Linked DNA regions of Mus musculus: region 1 is linked to region 2. Evidence: chromatin contacts called from public HiChIP or PLAC-seq data. All regions are on one chromosome and are shown on one strand. The core of a region is the stretch at or near the end of the contact, and the rest is flanking DNA. Distances in the headings are between cores, read along the strand shown.

Region 1 (4,519 bases), core at 1,053-3,552, 110 kb after region 2:
AAGCACCCCCTGCCCCCAACCCCTAGCCTCAAGGTCTCTACTTCCTTCTCCAGACTCAATGACCTGGCAATAAGTGACTCCCCCCAGTCCCCCAGGGCAGCTGGGGCTACCCCTTTGAGCCCACCTCTTTTCCTGTTGAGTGAGCCTGCCCCTCCTATTATTATAATTCGTTTTTTTTTTTTTTTAGTGTTTTTCTATGGAGATGGGGATCTGTTTTATTCTGTGTTTTTCAGACAGGCTCTCTATGTATCCCCTGGCTATCCTCAAACTCACTCTGTAATTCTTAATTCTGGATCCCTAGTCATCTGAACAGCCAGGGCAATCCTTCTCAGGGGTGTGAGGGCCCTGGGCATGGGCTCTGAGGGCTCCCTGACAGTCACTAACTTCTGCTCACCATTAAGGTCGGTCTCCCTCCCCTCCCACCCAGGTGCTGTGCACACACAGACCCCTCTCACCTCTGAGGCAGGTGCATTTCCTATGTCAGCCCTATTTTATACAGCGGACTCCGGAGGCTCAGCGAGGGTGCTATGGTTTGGATTAGGTTTTGTCCCCTGAGGACTCACGTGCTGGGACTTCATCCCAAGGGAAACACCGCAAAAGACTGGAGAAGTGAAAGGTAGTGGGCCCTTGTGCACTGCCCTTCTCCCTGCTTTCTAGAAGGATTGTGTTGACTTTGGAGTGTGCAGCTTCCCCTAGAAGGGTGAGCCTAGCAGTCCCACCTCTCTCCCAAGACTGCACCTCATGCAGCACCTCCTGACTTGGCTCAGAGAATGGTGGTTCTAACCTTCCCCCCCCACCCCACCCAGCGGGTCTGCCCTCAGTCCACCAGGGCTCCTGGTGGCCCTGACAAGGACTCTTAATTACAGCCCACAGCAGGAAGCCAGGCAATTGATCCTGCTCTCTTGTGTTTTGGGGCTTCCCCTTTTTGCTGGCCACTCCCCTGTTGCCCTCTCAGGAGGACTCAACAGGGCTGTCCCCATGAGAACCCTAACCCTGTGATTCTTGTGACCTCTGCTCCATTGTAAAACTGCTTATGTGGTTATGGCATTCCATAGGCCAGTCTCATGGGATTGATGCCACCCCCCTGGAGCAGGCGGAGACATTATTCATTCAGTGGTCATTCGTTCATACACTGAATTAGCTGCAGGAAGTTTTAGATGCTGGGAACACAGGCTCAGAGCTGGTCTAGTCTCTCAAGTGTCCTGTGAGGATGCCACTTGGGCGTTACTAGCTATATCTGTATTTAGTCCATTTACCAAACACTGGTCCCCTGTGTTACCTGTTTGACTGTGACCGGGAGGCAGGCTCTACAGTTATCCAGACTTGATGGATGAAGTTGCAGTTTCTGAGATGAGCAGACTGGTACACTCCATGAAGCCCAGGCATATCCTGGCCAAGGAGATGCATTGGCTCCATGAGGCTGTGCTATGGGAAAGAGGTGGCCCTGGGGATGTGGAAAGGCTGTGTCCCCACAACCCCCTTGTTAACTGGTGGGACTCGGGACCCTGACACTGCATATCTCTCTGGCTCTATGAGTTGTCAAGTGTTATCTGTTTGTTATACCCACTGTCCCATCTCACTATCCATCTCTGGCTTCAACCCTGCCTGCCTCTCAGGGATTCACTGCTATGAAGCCTTCAGTAAGTTATATGGTAGGGAATGCAAGCTCTGAGGAGGAGCCTCCTACACCATTGATGTGGCTCTTGTCCTGTGTGCCCTGTCTAAAGTATTCCAAGTCCTCGTCCTGAGTCCTTGGTGGCCATGATTGGAAATAGCCCTGGTTTATTCCCTTCTGGGCTCAGTGCTGTTTCTAGTTAGTCTTATGAAATGGTGGCCAGCCAGCCAGCCAGCTAGCCAGACTGAGTTGTCCCTCTCGAAATTGATTCTTTGACCTTCACTAGAGAACCTGAGCTTAGCTCTGACTTTAACGTTTCCTGCACTGTGGCCAGGAATGCAGCCCAGGGGACTCTGAGCCTGAAGCCCGGATGCCTAGTATCTAGGGTGGACTGACTAGGAGTGAAGCATGCCTGCCACAGAGTCACCTCAGTCCCATCTGAGAGATGCCTTGGGGCCTGGGCAAGCACCTTTGGGTATGGACATGGAGTGGAGGGTGGCTGGGGCCAGAACAGCAAACTGAACCGTCCACCCCTGCATGCATTCAAGGACCCAGGTTATTGCCTCTGATTCAAGCCTCATTCCAAGGCTGCCGGGTCCGGGGAAAGCTCATTCCTAACCCAGGCTTGCTGCAAGGTGGTGGGCGGAACTGGCATGGAAAAACAAGGCTGGACCGAGGAGGCCTCGTGGGTGTGGACGCCCCACTCAATGGCCACATTGTTTGGCTGATACTCAGAGGTGGGGAGGTCCAGGGACTCCACCTACAGGGACAGGCAGCTGACAGACTAGGCTGGATTTAGGTTGACTCTTGCTTTTTTTTTTTAAGTCTGCCTTCATGACTTCCTCTTTCAGGCTTTGGTTGACTAACCAGAAGCTTCCGTCTTCTGCACTGTGTTAGAGCCTGAAGGCCCCCAGCTCTTGACCTGGGGACTAGCTGCAGACACTATCCCTGCTTCCTCAAAGAGAAATGAATCCAGAGCGGAAAGGTGGCTGGCCGCAGGGTGGTTCAGCCGCCGCTCGTCACCACCAGCTTAAGTTTATTCCTTCTTCTTCACGTCTGTGCTGAGTAGCTTTGGGGCAGCCCTGTCAAGCCTCTATATTCTCATCTGTATAATAGGCTACCTGTGGCTCAAGGAATATTTATAGAATGCTTATTAGCACAGTGAATCTGCCCTAGTTTCTGTACATCTCAAAGTCATTTAACAAACACTTGTTGGTCATGTGCGGCTAGAGTCCTCTGTGCTTGTGGGTTCACCATCATCGGTACTGAACACACAGAGGCATCTTTCCTTGGCAGTGTTGCCTAGGTGATACAAGAGAGCAAGCATCCACTTAGCATTCCCATTGAGTTAGCCGCTGTCACCCTTCTAGAATCTTCCAGATGTGCGGGAGGATGTGTGGGTTCTGTGTGGACACGACACCATTCAGTCAGGGACTCTGGCATTGGTAGATTTCTATCTGTTGGGTCCTGGCCAGATTCCCAGACTGATGGACAATTGTACGAGGCCAGACTCTGACCACCAACGTTTCCCAAACACAAACTTGCTTGTTCTGTGAAAGAGTGACTACAGTCACACGGAGACCTAAAATGTTGATACCACAAAAGGTCATACAGATTTTGAGAACCTCATTTTCCAGATGGAGAAACAGGCCCAGGTAGGGGAAGGGTTAGGGTGGGACAGTGGCCCTTTATGGGGCTGTGTCCGTGTTGCTGTGTGTGCTCAGGAGTTTCTCACGTATAGGTCACCTGAGCTCTTGTTCCTGGTCAGTATATGGTAGTGGCCTCAGGAAAGGCCAGGGGTGGAGAATCGAGGCCCAGAGTCCTGAAGGTCAGCAGGGCGGTGGCTCACCTCTGGACTGTGTGTGACTCAATTGTCTCTGGGGGATGGTTACGGCTCTGGCATTGCCTGATGGGGCTGTTTGGGGGCTGTAAAAGTTAATGTCTAAGCCCTGGTGTGGCCAGGCCATGCTTATCTGGTCTGGGACATCCTGGTCCCTTTATCTCTGGGTGAGCAGCCTGCTCAGTCCATTCATGGAATGGAAGAGCCCAAGGGTTAGAGCCAGGAGGCGGAGGGGCTCATTCTCACTGACGCAGGGCCTGTGACTCAAGAAGCTTCCTGTGGCTTCCTCTGTGAGGTGGGATGGGGATGGGGGCTCTCTACACTCTCACAGGACCTACATTACCCCAATCCTGGTTCTGGCTCTGCCACTTTGTATTGCATGATCTGACTCTGAGACACAGGTCCTTGTATCTAAATGTGAATAAAATATCACCTAGTCCTGATCACACCAGGTGGCATTTATCAGCACATACCTACCATGTATCAGCCATGTGTTCTGGGTCCATGCTACAGTGAGCATCACCCCTAACTGAGATGTCAGCATCTTTCAGAGTATCTCCCGAAGAGCAAGTGTGACAATCCATGCAGAGCCTTTGCTCAGGGAATGGCATCAGAGAAGCACTCAGGCTGTGTTAGGTGTCATGGAAGGGGACACTGAAGCTGGCCTGGCTAGCCAGCCTGGAAGCTGGGCTGGAGTGACACATCATGTGGAAGACCTGCACACTTGGAACTTGCTGCTGCCACTTAGCTGGCCAGTTCTCCCGGGTCATCATTGAGTTGGGAAACAGGAGTAAGGTGGAGACATTAGAACATTCATTTCTGGGTCCCTCAGGCCTACGCAGTTACTGGCTCGGTTCTTCACATGCACAGTTGGCTCGTGGGCAGCAGAGAGGATGCTGTCTGGGAAAGCAGGGTGTCTTTTAGAGTGACCTGGGTGCTACTGTGTTGTGCCAATGACAAGGTTATCCCAGAATGTCCATGGCAGAGGCAGGGATGGCCCCCCACTGCTCAATTTCTGTTCTGTCATTGTGCCTGAAACAGTGCCTGACACAGGGCCCAAGTCC
Region 2 (4,546 bases), core at 1,362-3,861:
GCACATGAAGGACAGAGGTTGACATTGGGTGTCTTTCCTCCATTGCTAATCACCTTTTTTTTTTTGGTCTCGGCATCAAGATTGGCCCCGACCGGCACTCACATGTACCCGCCCCACACAAAACTCAGTGGACAACCCTTAAGAAATGACATCCAAGGTTGTTTTCTAGCCTCCACAGACATTCACATACACATGAATAAACACACACACACACAGTTGGGCATAATGGTTCATGCCATTAATTCCAGCATTCAGCAGAAAAGAGGAAGGCAGATCTCTGTGAGGGTGAGGTCAAAGCTATATAGTGAGACCATCTCAAAGAAAAGGGAAAGGGAGAGTATATATAGCAATAATTTATCTACAGATAATCATATATATATATATATACATATATAATCATAGAGATATAAATGTATGAACATGTTTCTTAAGTGTTAGATTGGGCAAGCAATGAATTTAGATAGGTGAGGCTAGATATGGAGTAAACAGAGGAGTTAATACGGTGCCCCTACAGAACTTGGAGTATTACTTGTTGGCCCTGTTTTACCGGCAAGAAGAAACCTGGGCTCTACAAAAAGTTAAAGTCATACAGGGAATACAAGATGGAAGCCAGATTCCAACCCAGGAAGTTAATAGCAGATCTGGGGCTGAGTTACAGCTACATGACTCTGCTCCTGGGAACATGTGTCTCTGTTCTAAGATGCAGGCAGGATGGCGAGCAAGCACTGCTAAGAATCTTTCCACTAGATTGCTCTCTCTTGCTGGCGCCAGTGTACTGCTCAGCAGAAAGCCCTTAGCATTTGGGTGCCTACCATCTGTTTAATAGACATCGTACAAGTCTTGGTTGCTGCAATTTCTGGAGTGAAATTCAGGACAAAGCAATCTCTTTGCAAATTCTCAGACAGCCTCTCTCCTTCAGGGAAGAGATAAAGTGACTAGTATCTGACAACGTGAGCATTCAGCTGGGAAGGATCAGATAGACGGCTCTGTGACACGGCTGTTACCAAGCCCTTATGGAAAAGCAAGCTCTGAAAATCCGTAACAACATCTAACTGTATACTGCTTATTTTTTTCAGAGCTCAGGCCTACAGTGACGGTAAAGCTAATCCTTCAAGCATTAAGACAAAATAGTGGACTTCTATTTCAGAGCCATTTCTGTGTTTTCATATAAACCCAGAGCTTTGTTTGTTTAACCCAAATTTTTGCCTGCCTAGCAAATGAATACCAGGCCGCAAATTTTAATTTGGACTTTTTCTGAAAGCTAGACTCCCAGATGTGAAATAACCCCACTCAAATGGTAGGAACATTTTTAAAGCTGTTGATTGGCACTGCCAAACCTTTGCAAAAAGATTGAACCAATTTACACTCCCACCAGCAGTGCATGAGAATACATTTAAATGCAAATCCTAAGAAGCAGACTGTCTCTTTCTTAGGTATTTCACTTAAAAAAAATTTTTTTTTTAATGCTAAGCAAAAGCTGACCCAGGGTTTTATAAAAGGAAAGTCTGGCATAAAAGTGGAACAGCTTAGGCAAAAAAAAAAAAAAAAAAAAAGAAAAAAAAATGCTTTCAAAGACCCAAGCACCCAAGCAGGCCGATAAAAATGTTAAGGCGCCACAGCAAGGAGCACAACTCCAAAGGGGCCATTAACAGTTTGGCTTAGGTTGGGATGGTAACCGCCAAGAATGTTGGGCGTGGTCAATGTACCAAATTCTAGTTTATAAAATGCAGAGTATTAATATTAATACTTCACTTTGTTCTAAAGACGACTTAAGATGTCTAATGCCAGGATCTAGAGTGGTAGTATTGTCGGTAAAGCGAAGCCTGTGGGAACGATACACACACCCGTGCCCCTTCGCTCCCCGCACGGGACAACAGGCCTGCACAATCAGAGAGCACCTCTACCAAGCGGGCGCAGTGATGGCAGGGGCTGCGGACCTGGGGTAAGGGAAACCCAGACTCGGTGGCCAGCTCGCTGCTTTCCACAAATTCAAGGGGTGCAGGGACTTGCGGTCAGGCTAACCCCTCTAAGCACGCCCAGCCCGTCTACGACCCAGAGTCTCCTACGACTCCTCGGTACCCTCTCCCACCGGCCACACCAGAAGGAGCCCCACCTCGTCCTCAAGTAAGGACGAGCTGGCCACTTCGTCCTTACTTGAGTCCTCCCCCTTCTTTCCGGCCCACCTCCGCTTGCCCCCTACTCTCCCGGCCTCGGGCGCTCGTCTCCACTCGGTTCTGCTCGGTATTCTCCGCCCCCTCGGTGCATGCAGCCAATCAGAGCGCGGCCCCGCCCCTCGAGGCCGTTCCAGCGGGCCGGCCGAGTGCAAGCCGAGCCCGGCTGAGGGTGGCGCCGCGGGCGGGGGCGATGGGGCCTGGCAGCCGGGTGGCGGCGGCGGCAGTGGTGGGGCTTGCCTAGACGCGGGGGCGCGGGGAAGTGAGGGGCGAGCGGGCGCTGCGGCCCGCCCGGGATGGGCCAAGCCCGGCCTGGCGGGGCCGAGCGGGAGCCGAGGAAGGCACGCGGGCCGGGCCTGCGGGCCAGGCGGCCGGGGGGCTGAGGTAGAAGTGGGCGCGGAGGAAGGGGCTGGGCGAGGCGGTGGGAGGAGCGGCGAGGGGGCGGAGGCTGAGCGGCGAGAGAGCGGCGCCTGGCCCGAGGCGGCGACGCGGGAGCAGGCTGAGGCGGCGGCCGGGACGAGCGCCCTGAGGTGGCGGCCGCGGCCCCATGGGCGGGTGCGTGGGCGCCCAGCACGACTCTTCGGGCAGCCTCAACGAGAACTCGGACGGCACGGGAGGTAGGTGGCGCCAGGGGGCAGCCGCGGCCCCCCATTGTTCGCGGCGGCGGCCACCTGTCCCGACCCCGCGCCCCTTTGTCGTTTCTGCTCTGCGTCGGCCCCGCCACGCGCTTCGGGCCCCACGCGGGACCGCGGGCCTAGGCCTGGATTGGGGGGTACTCTAGCTGGGAGGACAACTCGGCTGCCGGATTGCGGCTCGTGGGGCCGGGGAGGGGGACAGCCGGGAGTGCCCCCGACGGGCCCCGCCGCACCCCCAGCCCTTCCCGCGTCGGCAGAGTTGGCCGGGCTCAGCTTTCCTGAGTTTCGGATGACAGCTGCCCCGGTTGGTTCCAGTTTCTGGAGCTGGGTTGGGGAAGTCTCCAAGTGGCCATGGGCAGTGTTTTATGGAGGAGGGGGGAGACGATCGGCCCGAGGAAAACGTGGCTCTCTGCTGCTGCCAGGGGCGTTAGCCCAATGTGCCGTCGGGGCGCACTCGTCAAATTCCGATGTGTCTTACGTAAAAGGAAAACGTGCAGGATAGAAAGTACCCCAGTATAAGATTAGTGCTTTGAGTAAAAGTTTTTCCAACGCGACTCGCACTTCTGGGTTACCGTAACCGTGATGAGAGGTCTCTTAATTCCATTCGTAGTCGTTGTAGAGGGATAGGAGTGGTAAGATTGACTCTGCTTTTATTGACCTTAAAAGTGCGGAGCCCATCCAGTATATAGAGTGTGTAGAAGTTCGAACCTTGTAGAAAAGAGCCACCAACCAGGGATAACATGATTTGATTCGAACCTTGTATTGGGTGCCTTCAAATCGGGTGCATATTTTAAAGTTGTTTAGTTGCATGAGAATAGGCACATCTTTTCACACCTTGAGACGACTCTTAGGCACCCAACTTTTGTACAAGACATTTCCCTTTTTACGTGATGTTTTAGCCGTTCCACTTCACTAAAATCTCTGTCACTAAATGTTGGGCAAGTTATTTGAGAACTCAGTGAAAACTGTCGTGAAAAAGTAGTCCATGGAAATGCTCCTTTGTAGTGGATTTCACGTCACAGCCTATTTACTTGGTGAGGTCCTTTTGACAACAAAGCCCAAGTGTAGAAAGGGCGTGATACCACTGGGCTGAGGGCAGATCAGTGATCAGATGGTACCAGTTAAGCATGCTAGTACTTACTAGCATTCAGTATAACTTTGACATATGTTAAAATTATAATATTCCTTTAAGATTGAGCCTTTTGGCAGTGCAACTTAGGATCCAATCACAGTATTAGCATGAGCTTTTAGAAGCATGAAATCCTAGCTTTAGATAATTTCTACCAGTAGCCTACAGTTAGATAGCTCTAATATCTGTTTCTTTCAACATTTAAGTTTTCTGGACCATAATCTGCAGTTTTTCTAAAGAGAAGTTTTAAAAGAGGGAGTACCCCGTCTTTTTCTTCTGGGGAAAGGACACGGGATAGCCCTGATGTAGCTGGCAGAAGACGGGTCTGTAGGGGATAAAAGAATTCTTTCTGGAATTTAATTTTGGAAGCCTTTGTTCTCCATTACTGTCATGAGAGGTAAGAGCTAACTGGAGCCAGCAACTCTGAAGGCTGGAGCTAGATGATCTTAAGCTCCAGGCCAGACCTGGCTGCATAGCAAAACTGTGTTACCAAAAAAACAACAAAAAGTTACTGTAATATGTGTTTCAGTTTAACATGTTAGCAGTTCTTTTTTGTTGTTGTTGTTTGAAAGGGAATGACTTTTTTCCTAAGGGTGTTAGCAAAGATCTTA

The links. HiChIP or PLAC-seq counts read pairs in DNA pulled down with a chosen protein or histone mark.
Region 1: a contact with region 2 is called in an HNF4G HiChIP or PLAC-seq map of pancreatic cancer cells. The contact joins the enhancer-like site here to the promoter of Ubtd2 in region 2. A contact is called at or near these places in 7 of 39 promoter capture datasets (the 3T3-L1 cell line, 3T3-L1-derived adipocytes, the C10 cell line and 4 more), 6 of 484 Hi-C or Micro-C datasets (bone marrow-derived macrophages, cerebral cortex, cranial neural crest and 2 more), 16 of 115 datasets of contacts at active chromatin or transcription factors (the HPC-7 cell line, bone marrow-derived macrophages, craniofacial prominence and 13 more) and 3 of 9 other capture datasets (adipose tissue, liver and pancreatic islet).

The regions. Positions count from the first base shown.
Region 1 is chr11:32,562,884-32,567,402 of GRCm38.p6, forward strand. All of the region lies in intron 2 of Stk10 (serine/threonine kinase 10), which reads left to right. Among named protein-coding and RNA genes, the nearest start is that of Stk10, 32 kb to the left of the region's middle. Within about 2 kb of position 2,303, at least 175 of the 459 cell types and tissues checked have an H3K27ac peak or open chromatin away from gene starts, as enhancers often do. A contact at or near this core is called in the HPC-7 cell line, adipose tissue, bone marrow-derived macrophages and 4 more, where this site is marked.
Region 2 is chr11:32,452,759-32,457,304 of GRCm38.p6, forward strand. It overlaps Ubtd2 (ubiquitin domain containing 2), which reads left to right and starts at 2,612. Exons shown (of 3, transcript NM_173784.4): 1 at 2,612-2,788. The coding sequence starts at 2,719.